3 separate regions of the Sus scrofa genome follow, and all the other regions are linked to region 1. A link is a contact called in public HiChIP or PLAC-seq data. All regions are on one chromosome and are shown on one strand. Each heading gives the region's core, a stretch centred on a gene start, on an enhancer-like site or on the middle of the called end of the contact. The rest is flanking DNA. Distances are from core to core; before and after follow the strand shown.

Region 1 (3,876 bases), core at 976-3,475:
TATGCCACAGCCACAGCGGCTCTGCATTTCGAGTTGCCTACTTCCAAGTATTTAAGGTGGCTTTAACACATAGATCTTGGTTACAATTGGGGTAAACAAATCATCAAAATAGGAATAAAATAATAAGCTGTCTTCTGAAGTCATGGCAGTAATTGTAATTAAAAAGAAGAATAGTTGCTATAATTGATTATGAAATTTAGCTCCAAGCTTCCTGGGAATCAAGTTAAAACTTGCATATGCTAAGTTAGCTCTCATGCTGAGTATATGTATGCACTTGTCAGGAGAAACACTTTTTTCTAGCCCTGAACTCAAACAGTAAATTCGAGATATTGAATAACGATAATGATAGTTTTATGAAATATCCAAGAAAAAAATGTAGATGACCATTTTTTTACCCAAAAAAAAATGTGTTCACCTGTTAGTGGGTATCTAGCCAAAAGACACAGCCACGCCAAAGATCAGGAGAAGGAAGGGCTTATTACTTGCAGCAAATAAGGAAAACACTGGTGATTTTTCCCAAAGCGGGGTCTCCCCAAACAGCAAAACTGGGGAAGTTTTAAGCTAAAGGTACATGAGTATTCATGAAGGGGCTTGAGCAGAGGAGAATTCAGCATAGAATTGGGGGAAAGGTGGACAGAATCTAAGCTTTGGTTGATTATTAATTACTGAGACCCGTTCAAGGACAAACACTGTAGTCAGGTTTAGATCACAAGAAGGCTTGGGCCAAAAACGGCTTTTCTTATGTTCATAAAGTCATGCCTGGTTCTCTCTCTCTATCTCCTTACAATGTCTTTAATTAAAAATACTAATTTACCCCAAGGACATAAGTACATTGGGCATTCATGAAGGCATTTCTGTATGGAGCTGAAATAATGTAATTGCATTTGACAACTTTGATTCAGGATAGAACCAAAAGAATCTATCCAATGATGAGTCACTATCACTTTATTTAAAAAAATTTTTTTTAATGAATAGCTTTATTTTTTCATTTTTTAAAGTTTTTTGGAAGTTTAGTTGATTTATAATGTGATAGAGTCACTATCACTTTCAACTGTTGTCTCAACCTGAGTTACTTAGTAGGTGCTGGTCAAAACATTTCAAAATGAAGAAATACTGTGTAGAGTAAGAGGAAAATATATATGTCTGTTTCAAACAAAGCTGACATTTTACCATAAAAATTAAATACTTGTATTATGTGAAGGCCCATTTTCAGAGATGACCACAAAACATCTTCAGTCAGGGCCCCAGCTTTTGTCTTTTCAGTGTTGATTTTCAAGAGCTTTATTCAGGATAGGCATTAAAGATGGGTAGGAATGGCTGATACTTGCATAGCACTTAACATGTGGCGCAATCCTCAAAACTACCCATGAATTATTATTGTTATTATCCCCACTAGACATGGAGATAAATCTTAGATAAAATGACCAAGGAAATTAACCTTCTGGTTTTATTTTGTAAACCTTTCAGAAATTGTTACTGTAGCAAATGTTTGTAAGTTCCATTTTTAAAATTATTTCATTCATTGAACAGTTATTTAGTGAGCATCTTCTAGGTGCTGTGGAAACAACGGAGAACAAAACAAAGACCTTGCCTTCCAAAAGTTTACATTTTAATGGGGGAGGCAAGCGAGCAAGTAAAAACCAAGCAAGGAGATGTTGCTGTAATTACAGGGTGATCAGAGAATGCCTTAAAAAACACCTTTAAGACACGGCAGGAGCGAGGAACAAATAAAACCAGCTCAACAAAACAAGCTCTTACCCTGAGGGTTAGCGCCTGGGTCACCGCTATCCCAAGCTTGGGTTTTGTACACAGTTGCACGAAGTTCCCCCAACATTACAGATGGCAAAATGTGCTTTAAAAAAGACTCCTCTGTTTAGAAATGGGATCCTATCTACCTGCTGTGCGAAGTTTTTCTTTAGTTGATCTGGAATTTCCCCCTATCCTGGCACCAAAGCAGTTTGGAGACCCCCCCCTTCTTTCAGCCATCTCGCGGCCAATATCCTGGGCCTGATGGATGGTGTACTTGTGGCCGGGGCGGGGGTCGGGACGCTACAGTTCGTCCTACAAAGCCGCGCAGACAGCAGGAACTGCTTTGCCTCCAGGTCTGCCAGCCCGGAGGTGAAGCGCGCCTCGAGCCCGGGCGCCGGGGTCCCTCTGGCGCTCACGGCTTCGCCCCGCCTCCGGGCCCTCGCCCCGCCTTCTGTTCCTCCGACGCGCCACGCCCCAACGCCGCTCACGGCCACGCCCCGCCTCCCGTCCCTCCGCCGCGCCCTGCTTGCAGCCGCTCTCCTGCCCCGCCCTCACCCCGCGCTCAGCTCTATCAGCGCTCAGCGCCCCCAAGTCCCCGCCCGGCCCCCGGGTCGGCTTTTGCTGTCGCCATGACGGCGGCCGTGTTCTTCGGCTGCGCTTTCATTGCCTTCGGGCCTGCTCTCGCCCTCTACGTCTTCACCATCGCCACCGAGCCGTTGCGCATCATCCTCCTCATCATTGGGTAAGGTGGTTGCGCCAGGAAACCCAGACCCGGGGTTCCCCTCCCCCGCTGGGGTACCGGCAGTACTTGGCGTTCCCTCCAAACGACTTGACCTCGATAGGCTTTGGAGGGGAGAAGGATTGGGAGGGGGAGAGCGGAGACCCATCTCCCCTGGGACTCTTCGCCTGCGACCCCAGAGGGCGAGCTCAGAGGGAGAGCACATCACACCGTAGGTCTCAGAAAAACCCCTACGCTTGTCTCCCGGGTGTGCTTTAATAAGTCATACATTAAAACTGTATTAAAAATTGTGGATAAGTTCAAATATTCATCTTTTATTCATTTGGAGAGGGGAGGTCCCTAGTTTCCCTCAGATTCTAACAGGCATTTGTAATCCCAAGCAAGAACCCTTAAGCACCTGGGCGTCAGGTGTTTTAAGATATCCGCGATGCTCAGCTCCTACCTCTATTAACTGAATCGGAAGGTCAGGGGCCTGGGATTCGGACTACGGAATTTTTTAAAGCGTCCCAGGTGATTCCCCGGTTCAGCCAAAGGGTAGAAACGTGGGGAAACAACACCGCACCTGTAGTACATCTCCCTGCAGGAGCTTGGTCAACACCGAACTCTCGTAGCGATTGTGGTCATAATCTCCGTTTTCACCTGTCTGGCAGCTCTTGGGCTCCCCAGAGTGTCGCTTGGCCAGGCGATACCAGTGATTGCCACCTTTTCTGACCTTCTTGAAAGTGCCTCATCACAAGTGTCATTTAAAAAACAATAGTGATTTGGGTAAAAGTTCTGTAACCCTTGTTATAATCATTAAAATCCACAGGAATGTTGTAGAAACCAGGCCTGGAAAACTGATCTAGATCAGAGCATAGGTTTTCAACCTCGATTTTAAAGCCAGCCAGTCACTCTGTTAATAGAGATGCAGACATTTGTTTGCACATCAGTGGGCAAAGCTTTAATAAGGAAGTGGAGCAAATAACCAAGTTTCCAGCCAGACAGCACTTGGCAGATAGTCTGCAGCAGTACTTAGAAATAACAGAGTCACTGAAAAAGTGATTTTTAGGGAAAAAAAAATCTCAAATTCCTCTTGGACTTCATGTTGATTTCACCAGGGAAACTGCACCATTGATTAAGAACAGTTGATTCAGAACATCACTTCATGAACATTTTCTTGGTCAGGAAATCCATTCCTTTTCAAGCAAGATTTTTTCTGCATTTAAATCATTATTAATCCTGTTCACTTGTAATTTTTTCCCCCCAATTTTCAGAGCCTTCTTCTGGTTGGTGTCTCTGCTGCTTTCCTCCCTAGTTTGGTTCATGGCAACAACCATTACTGATAACAAAGATGAACGAGTCCAGAAATATCTGCTGATCTTTGGAGTGTTGGTCTCAGTCCTTATCCA
Region 2 (3,876 bases), core at 640-3,139, 110 kb after region 1:
CTTCCTCCCTAACCCTGAAGTTCACCAATGCCAACAGCTGGATGTTTAAGTGCTCCAGGCAAAGGGCAGACCACATGCTCACTCCAGGGCCCAGCTTAACCCCACCCCCACCCTGAACCTGGGGTTACTGCTGATACTCTACACCTCAGTGATTTTTGCTTTTGACCTTGTAACCTGAGGCAATTAAAAATTCAAGAAAACTGCCTGAGGAGTAACAGAATAAAAGCTGTGTTCTTAGAATCAAGGAGTAAGCAGGCTGGCTACTCAGTGGGGGATGAAAGCAGTTTTATTTTTTTTTATTTTATTTTTTTTAAATTACAAAGTTCCCAAAGCCCAAGAGAAGGGCAAGGAGGAGGGGGAGGGGGGGAGCAATGGAAGCAGAGGGGATTTTCTGCTCACCCCCCCCCCCAATCTCCTCTTGGAGCTAAAAGGGAGGTTTCTAGTGAAAAGGGAATACATGCTAAAGTTCGCAGTTTTAAAAATTAATTTCCACATTTCTGTAACTCCTTTCTCCCACCTACTGTCTATTTCTCCCAGCTAGAGGAGGGAGATACTACCAAACATATCATGCCAGGTGGGTGGGCTCCAAGTGAATTAAGAGGGACAGCAAAGCTGCCTACACAGCCGGGCTCCCCCTGCAGCCTGCCCCTAGCTCCTCACCCCCTACCCCCTCCTCCCCACCCCCAACCCCTGGGCACCATATCCTCCAAGAGGAGAGGGCTGAGGGGAGGGGCCCCAGCCTGGGAGGATGAATTTTCAGCCAAACTAGTCATTTGGGGCCCTTTTATAAATGTTTCAACCTAGCCTGAGTCCAGGAATGGTCACACCTACAAATGTCCTTACAACTTGGGGCAAACTCTGTCAAGGTCAGGAGCCACCATCCATCACTCTAAGTTTCCACAAGTCACCATCTACTCCCCCAGAAAAGCACTCACCCAACTGTGGAGAGGCAGGGAAAAGCCTTGACCTTGGCTCCTCACCTGCAACTCACCACCCAGACCTGAGGCCCCTCCACCCCCTCCTGCTACTGGCTGGGCACCACCAGCCTCCAGCCCTTCAGGATTAAAAGCCCTAATTACACTCAGAAATAAGGCGTGTATGCTCGCCTGACTGCACGTACACACACGTGGACCTTCAGAATAGTAGAGCCCTTCTGGAAGAAAACAATGATTACAGATAGGATGCATCACCCCTTTGACTTGGAGGTAAAACTTAATGGTAAAGAGTCTCTTCTCCAAAGAATAGCACCCACCTCTGGGCAAACCCACCCTGGTAAAGAAGCGGCTCAGAATCCCCCAGTCACTTCACCATCTGCACGTGGATCAGCGCGGGGGCACAATATTTTAAATCCTGGTTCTCCTTCTCCTCCCCACTTAGCAAATTCCCAAAGCCACCTCTCCAGAGCTGCGGGGGCCGGGGGGGGGGGTGTGCTCCGAGAACACAGGAACGTGCCCCCCCCCACCCCGCGCCCCCCAAACCAGAGTTGATCCTCCATTCCAAAGGAAAACGAAGCATCCCTTGTAAAAAACGTGCTATTTGAGGCCATGCAGGTCCTTCCCGGCTCCCCGCAAATAGTTTTACTTTATTATTAAAAAGCCCTGTGGGAAATCTTTTCAGGTGTGACTTGGCGCTCGAGATTGTTAGCAAAAAAAGAGGCAGGAACTTTACCGTTGAGTGGGGCTGGGCTGGAAGGCTGTTCCTTTAAGACCAGGAGCAGGAGGACGGCAGCCGCGTGTAGGTTGCGGTGGGGCATCTTCAGGCGGCTTCTCGGGGCCAGACGCGGGCTGCCGGCGGCTGGGCTCCTCACTCTCCGTCTCGGGCTCTGGGGTCGGCGGGGCTCGCACGGGAACCTCGTGCGCACGGCCCGGGCGCCCTGCAGAGCACGTCTGTTCTTTGGGCTCCTGGCTCCCCGCCGGCTGCTTTTATGGAGCGACCCAGCCCCAAACACATGATGTCATCCGGTAGGGGGGAGAACGCCCTGCCTACAGGAGGTCTGGTGCCCCAGTTCCAAGGTGAGTTGTAACCCTGACTTCAGCGGCTCCCGCACCGGGCAGCGGCACCGCGCTCCTCCGGCCGGGGCTGACCTGGGAACCCAGTTCTCGGTAGAAGCCGCGGGCAGGAGTGGGAGAGATCCGCCTGCCTCAGCCCCATCCGGGAGGATGCGTGTAGGGACGCCACGGCCTTGGTCTTTCACTGTCCTTACTGAGAAGCCCCCTAGGTACAAGGCCATCTGGACAAGAGCCTCTTTCTGGGTCCCAGTCGTGTGCCTACCTGGACTGGGCACATCTTAGGGGACTGGACGAGGCAGCTGCGCGGGGGAGGGGGCTGCATTCAAATTCAGAATTTCTGCGGACTCTACAGCGCGTCCTTCTAAGATCTTACCCCCGAAATTTAACGCAAAGAAATTAATGGGTCAATATCACAGTGAAATAGAAATATAGATAAATAGAATAAATAACTAGAAGAACTTTACTAAGCGGTTAGACTTTCCTCTCATAAGAGATAAGTCGACAAGGCTCATAATAGTTCGTACTATCAATCCGTTCTCTAGGAAGCTGGGGTAGGGGGCTTCTCTGGGGTAGCAGTGGATGAAAAGGACTTACATTGAATATTGAGCACCTTAGTTGGTGTAAGGCTCTGTACCAGGCATTTTGCATCTTGGTTTAGATCAGAGTCTGAGTTCTGTTTCCAGGGAATATTAGCATCACCTGTTGCTCATTTCTGCCCACTTTCCTCACACATCTGTATTCTTTTGTATTTCTTATAGGACTGGATGTAAAGATGTATTTACACCCTATACCAGTGGTTCTAATCCCCTCTGTATTTAGTCCATGTTCAGTTGTTACCTCAAAGGTCTTAACACACTGCTGCCCCCAGCACTCACTAAATCTTCCTGCTGCTGTTACTGCTGCCTGCTCTTCCCACTACCGTGCTTCTGGCTTCCTTGGGCCTTCAGAACCTGTCTGCCCTGCTCCCCTTGTGGGCTCTGTCTCCTTCCTGCTCTGTGACCCTGCCTGTTCTCTCGGCTCCCTGCTGCCTACAGATCACATGGTCTGCTGAAGGCTGCCCAACCCCAGCCCTGGTACATGAACCCTGGTTTGGTGACCTGGACCATCTTGCTCTCTCCTCTTGGCCATGGCGACCTGACCAGCCTCACCTCTCTCAGGTCTGTGCTGACCCTTAAGTGGCCTCTCAGGCTGGCCTCAGTGACCAGTGAAGCCACTTTTGTCTGTAGTTTTGGAGGAATAGATCAGCTTTTCTGCTTGAAAGCCTCCAGGAAGCACGTGCCACCCACATTTCAAGGAGCGCTACTGTCCTGTCCCTATCTGCTCAGCTTTTGTTGAGATAATAAAGGGCTTTGAAATCTTTTTAAGGAAGTAGTTACAAAGATGATCTTGTTACAAGCCCTTTTAGACCATGGTAGACTTAAGGATGACCTTTTCTGCCTGCAGCTTCTAATCAAATGCCATACCTCCAGGGAGGTGAGCAAGTGAGTGTTGCACTGTAGTTCTTAAGACATCCATGTGTCTGATGCGTCATCAAGGTCTTCAGAAGATGAACTGTACTAGAGGAACCCAAGAGGTTGGGGAGGAGCCACTGTAGGTTCGGAGAGGCACACCATGCAAGCGAAGTCACTCACTCCACATCTCACAGCTTAGTTCAAGGGAAACTGGGCCGGGCACATGCATCTTGTTACTCCCACTCCACGTGTTTTCCCATTATGTCTAGCTAAACAGTAAGTCTTGAACATGCACCTCTAAGTGTTCCCCAGAGATCCCCAGGGATGGAAAAGTTTAAAAGGGGGATAGGTTTAATAGAAGAGCAAGGCAAGATTGTGAACAGAGTTTAATGGACAGAAAGGAGGGGATCAAGGAT
Region 3 (3,876 bases), core at 545-3,044, 77 kb before region 1:
ATCAAAATGCTTGAATGGTTCAACAGTGGTGCATAGACTTATTAGCTAGAAAGTCCCAATGATATATATATTTGCTAATAGAAAAAACTGGGGAAGTGAAAACAAGACTAAAAAAAACTTTTTAAAATTTCCATCAATTAACAAAATTCCCCTAAGGAAACTTAGGGACTTTAAAATTCCTAACCCTAGCTTCTCTTATGAATTTCAGTTCTTTGCCACATCAGTGTGTTCTTTTAAAAAATTTTTTTGGCCATGCCCACGGCATATGAAAGTTCCCAGGCCAGGGATTAAATCCACGCCATTGCAGCTACCCAAGCTGCTGCAGTGACAACACCACATCCTTAACCCGCTTTAGCACAAAAGAATTCCCAAGTCAGTGGGTTCTTATTCATACAGAGAGAGAATGCCAATGATTGTGTGTAGCTAGAGCAACTACAAGTTATTTTAATCACTACATATTTTATAAAAGAAAGAAGATTCCCGTGGTCTTTGAAGGGTTTTTTTTTTCCTCCCCTCTTTTCCAGAACGAAGAGGAAGGTATAGTACTGAGCTGTCCACATTTCTTCGGCCTTGGCTGAGGCCAGATTCACAGACGTGTTCAAGAACTGGCAGGGGCAGGGAGGCTCAGCCTGTGCCAAAAGGCAGAATCCCTCCTCATTAGGGGTTGGGTTTCTGCCACTAGTGAGTGAGAGAGGCCTGGACCCATACATTCACAAAACAAAGAATAATAGTCTAAGACAGTAAATAAAGGATTAAGTTGGGTATAACAGAAGGCTGCTGTCCTCCATTTGTCATCCATTAAGAGAGAACCACAGAAGGCTGAAGAAGGTAACCATCATCACCGACATTTCTACAATGCCTTGAGGATTTCAAAGTGCTTTCACATTCAGTACCTCACTTATTTTTTTCCTACAACCCTATGAAACAGCTTGTTTTTTCAGATGAGAAAACTGAGGTGCAGAGAGCCTGTGTGTTGGTAAGCTGCTGAAACAAGACAAAATCCAAATCTTATCCTCTAGATTCTCATGTTCGTAGTTCCTCTATTGCACGATGCTTGCAATTTTATAGGGCAAGACCTGTAACAGAAGCCTTAAAAATTTCATTTCCCCGATTTTTTTTTTTTTTTTTTTTTGGTCCATCCTGCTGCGGGTGGTGGGGGAGTGGGGTAAGCGGTATGCACAGCAGATCCTCTAAATTACCCACTGTACTTGGTTCTGCTCTGGAGGCGTAAGGAGAACAGGAGTGGGGTTCAAGTTAGAACGGCAACCATTCTTTTCAAGCTCTATAACTGAGGGTCTGCAGGAGAGGGCTTAGACGTGGTGCTGGGCAGGAACTGCAGGAAAAGCCAGATAAGGCGCTCTGCAGATAATCCACAGGCTGCGCCACGGCAGCGTGAAGGAGAGAAAGCATCTCAGTTCTGGGTCCCAGTAGAAGAGATGAGGGAACCGAAGGACTCCGATTCCGAGGTCCTGGAATTGAAAGGCGCTGGCACACAAAGAATAGACGAAGTTAAGTTCCGGTGGCGCGACCTGCGGAGTTGGAAACCTGGCCTCACATCTTAGCTCAAGTGGAAACGCCTAATCCCCAATCATCCCGCCCAGAACGGATCTTCTTTTTATCCTCTGGGGGCCCGGGGACAGCCTGCCGGGGGAACGCCCGTAGCTCCTCAAAGAACTACAGATCCCATACAGCATGGGGGCACCGGCGGTGATGACGAAAACCCCGAGGATTGGTCACGAGGGGCGGGGCGCGCAGGCCGTCTCCGAGGAAGGGGGCGGGGAGAGGGGCGGGGCGATCGGTGGCTCAGCGGGCACGCCCCCTGGCCCGCGGCACCCTCCCCGCCTCTCTCTGCCGCTCCTTTCGCTCCCCGGTCAGAGGGCCGGAGAGAGAAGATGGCGAAGACGTATGATTATCTGTTCAAGCTGCTGCTGATCGGCGACTCGGGCGTGGGCAAGACCTGCCTCCTATTCCGCTTTTCCGAGGACGCCTTCAACACCACCTTCATCTCCACCATCGGTGAGGGAGGGGACGCGGCCGGGGACGGGGAGTGAGAAATGGGGGGCGGGTGCGAGGGGCCGAGAGCGTGCGGGGGGGTGGCTCGGGAGCCCCAGGGAGGGGACCCTGGGAACGGCAGGGCGGCGAGGTCCGTGGGAAAGGGGCAGGCGGGGACATGAGCTGGTGTGTGGGGGGAGAGGTTGAAGGGAGGAACTTGGGGGTAAAGGAAGGGGAAGGGGAACCAGAGGAACAGGACTAGGGGTATTTGGGGAAATGAGAGAGTTGGGAGTGTGACAGGGAGGCGTCTTAGAGGGACAAAGTGTGTGGGGGGGGCACACAGGAAACCTCCTGGAGAGAGATAAAGGGTAGTGGGTGTGAAACGGATTGAAAGACAGGAAGGAGGAAGGAAATGTGAAGGGGGAAATGAAGGGTTAGGGGAATGGGAATGGGAGGTCCATGAAGTAAAGGGACAGAGGACACAAGGGACAAGAGAGGTGAGAACCTGGGAATCCGAGCAGGATTCAGGGGAATGAGTGATCAGGAGGTGAGCGATGAGGGGCACTGGTTACAAGAAATCTGGTCAGAGATATCATGGGAAGGGGCAGAAGAAAACTGCAGGTAGGAGAAGAGTTTAGGACACCAGAGGACAGAATAGAATGAGGATACTTGTTGGAGAAAGTAAAGGAGAGCTGAGTGTGAAACAGAAAGGAAAAAGGGAAGCAGAATATACAGTAGAGAGGCTGAGTGGAGCAGAGATGGGAAAGGGTGAGGAAATGGAGAGTAGGACTTTCTCCAGTAACTGGGAGCACTGGTTACCATTTTCTCTCTTTGGATAAAGTGCAGGAGAAAGAGCAGAAAATGACGAGTAATGGGATACTGTCTATGGAGTTTTAAATTATTCTGTGAGTGTTAAATCAGCATTAAGAGAATTGGTGACTTTGGGAATGGTGTGGTCAGGAACATTTGGTTCATTCCTTCACTATCTCCTGAGAAGCTGTACTTGACAATTTTCAAAATTCTTAGCCTTGAAGGTTTAGTAACTTCTCAGCTGAGGAATTGATCTTAGGTTCTATCTGCATCCCTGTACATTTTCCTTTGGTTTTAGTTATTACTTGCTAAATGGATCACAACATGCCATATACCCCCCAGTTACTTTCAGTTGATTCTGATTTTTCCAGTCTTGGCCAGGAGCTGTCCTTCCTACTTTTTCGAAGATGTATTCAGGTAACAGGATCTCTTAACTTAGTGTAAACTGAAGAAGAGCAAATCAGAGCTGGTTTTCTGCCTATTCAAGTGACCTGCTCCTTAAGAATGGTAGCTCTTGGTTGTCTGGTTGATGTTTGTGGCTTCTTTTTTTATTTTTTTTATTTTTATTTTTTTTGCTATTTCTTGGGCCGCTCCCTCGGCATATGGAGATTCCCAGGCTAGGGGTTGAATCGGAGCTGTAGCCACCGGCCTACGCCAGAGCCACAGCCAGAGCCACAGCAACGCGGGATCCGAGCCGCGTCTGCAACCTACACCACAGCTCACGGCAACGCCGGATCCTTAACCCACTGAGCAAGGGCAGGGACTGAACCCACAACCTCATGGTTCCTAATCAGATTCGTTAACCACTGCAGGAACTCCTGTTTGTGGCTTCTAATGGTAGCTCAGTTAAGCATCTTTCAAATGATTCTTACAGCATATTTTGCCATGAATTGCTGAAATTATTAGGGGGCTACTGCTATGGTAATGAGTGTATTTGCATATCTGTATGTTTTAAGGATAATTTATCATTTGTAAATAAGAATATTGGAGTTCCCGTCACGGCTCAGGAGAAACGAACCCAACTAATATCCATGAGGATGTGGGTTCGATCCCTGGCTGCTCAGTGGGTTAAGG

What was found. HiChIP or PLAC-seq counts read pairs in DNA pulled down with a chosen protein or histone mark.
Region 2: a contact with region 1 is called in an H3K27ac HiChIP or PLAC-seq map of alveolar macrophages. The contact joins the promoter of CA12 here to the promoter of APH1B in region 1. A contact is called at or near these places in 7 of 47 Hi-C or Micro-C datasets (alveolar macrophages, blood, liver and 4 more) and 2 of 2 datasets of contacts at active chromatin or transcription factors (alveolar macrophages and skeletal muscle).
Region 3: a contact with region 1 is called in an H3K27ac HiChIP or PLAC-seq map of alveolar macrophages. The contact joins the promoter of RAB8B here to the promoter of APH1B in region 1. A contact is called at or near these places in 8 of 47 Hi-C or Micro-C datasets (alveolar macrophages, blood, heart right ventricle and 3 more) and 2 of 2 datasets of contacts at active chromatin or transcription factors (alveolar macrophages and skeletal muscle).

The regions. Positions count from the first base shown.
Region 1 is chr1:108,761,628-108,765,503 of Sscrofa11.1, reverse strand. APH1B (gamma-secretase subunit APH-1B) reads left to right here and starts at 2,225. Exons shown (of 7, transcript XM_021094173.1): 1 at 2,225-2,491; 2 at 3,742-3,876. The coding sequence starts at 2,379.
Region 2 is chr1:108,647,290-108,651,165 of Sscrofa11.1, reverse strand. CA12 (carbonic anhydrase 12) reads right to left here and starts at 1,889. Exons shown (of 10, transcript XM_021094165.1): 1 at 1,669-1,889. The coding sequence starts at 1,753. All of the region lies in intron 5 of APH1B (gamma-secretase subunit APH-1B), which reads left to right. LOC110260967 (a long non-coding RNA gene) reads left to right here and starts at 1,879. Exons shown (of 2, transcript XR_002344615.1): 1 at 1,879-2,012.
Region 3 is chr1:108,838,140-108,842,015 of Sscrofa11.1, reverse strand. RAB8B (ras-related protein Rab-8B) reads left to right here and starts at 1,794. Exons shown (of 8, transcript XM_001929029.7): 1 at 1,794-2,016. The coding sequence starts at 1,893.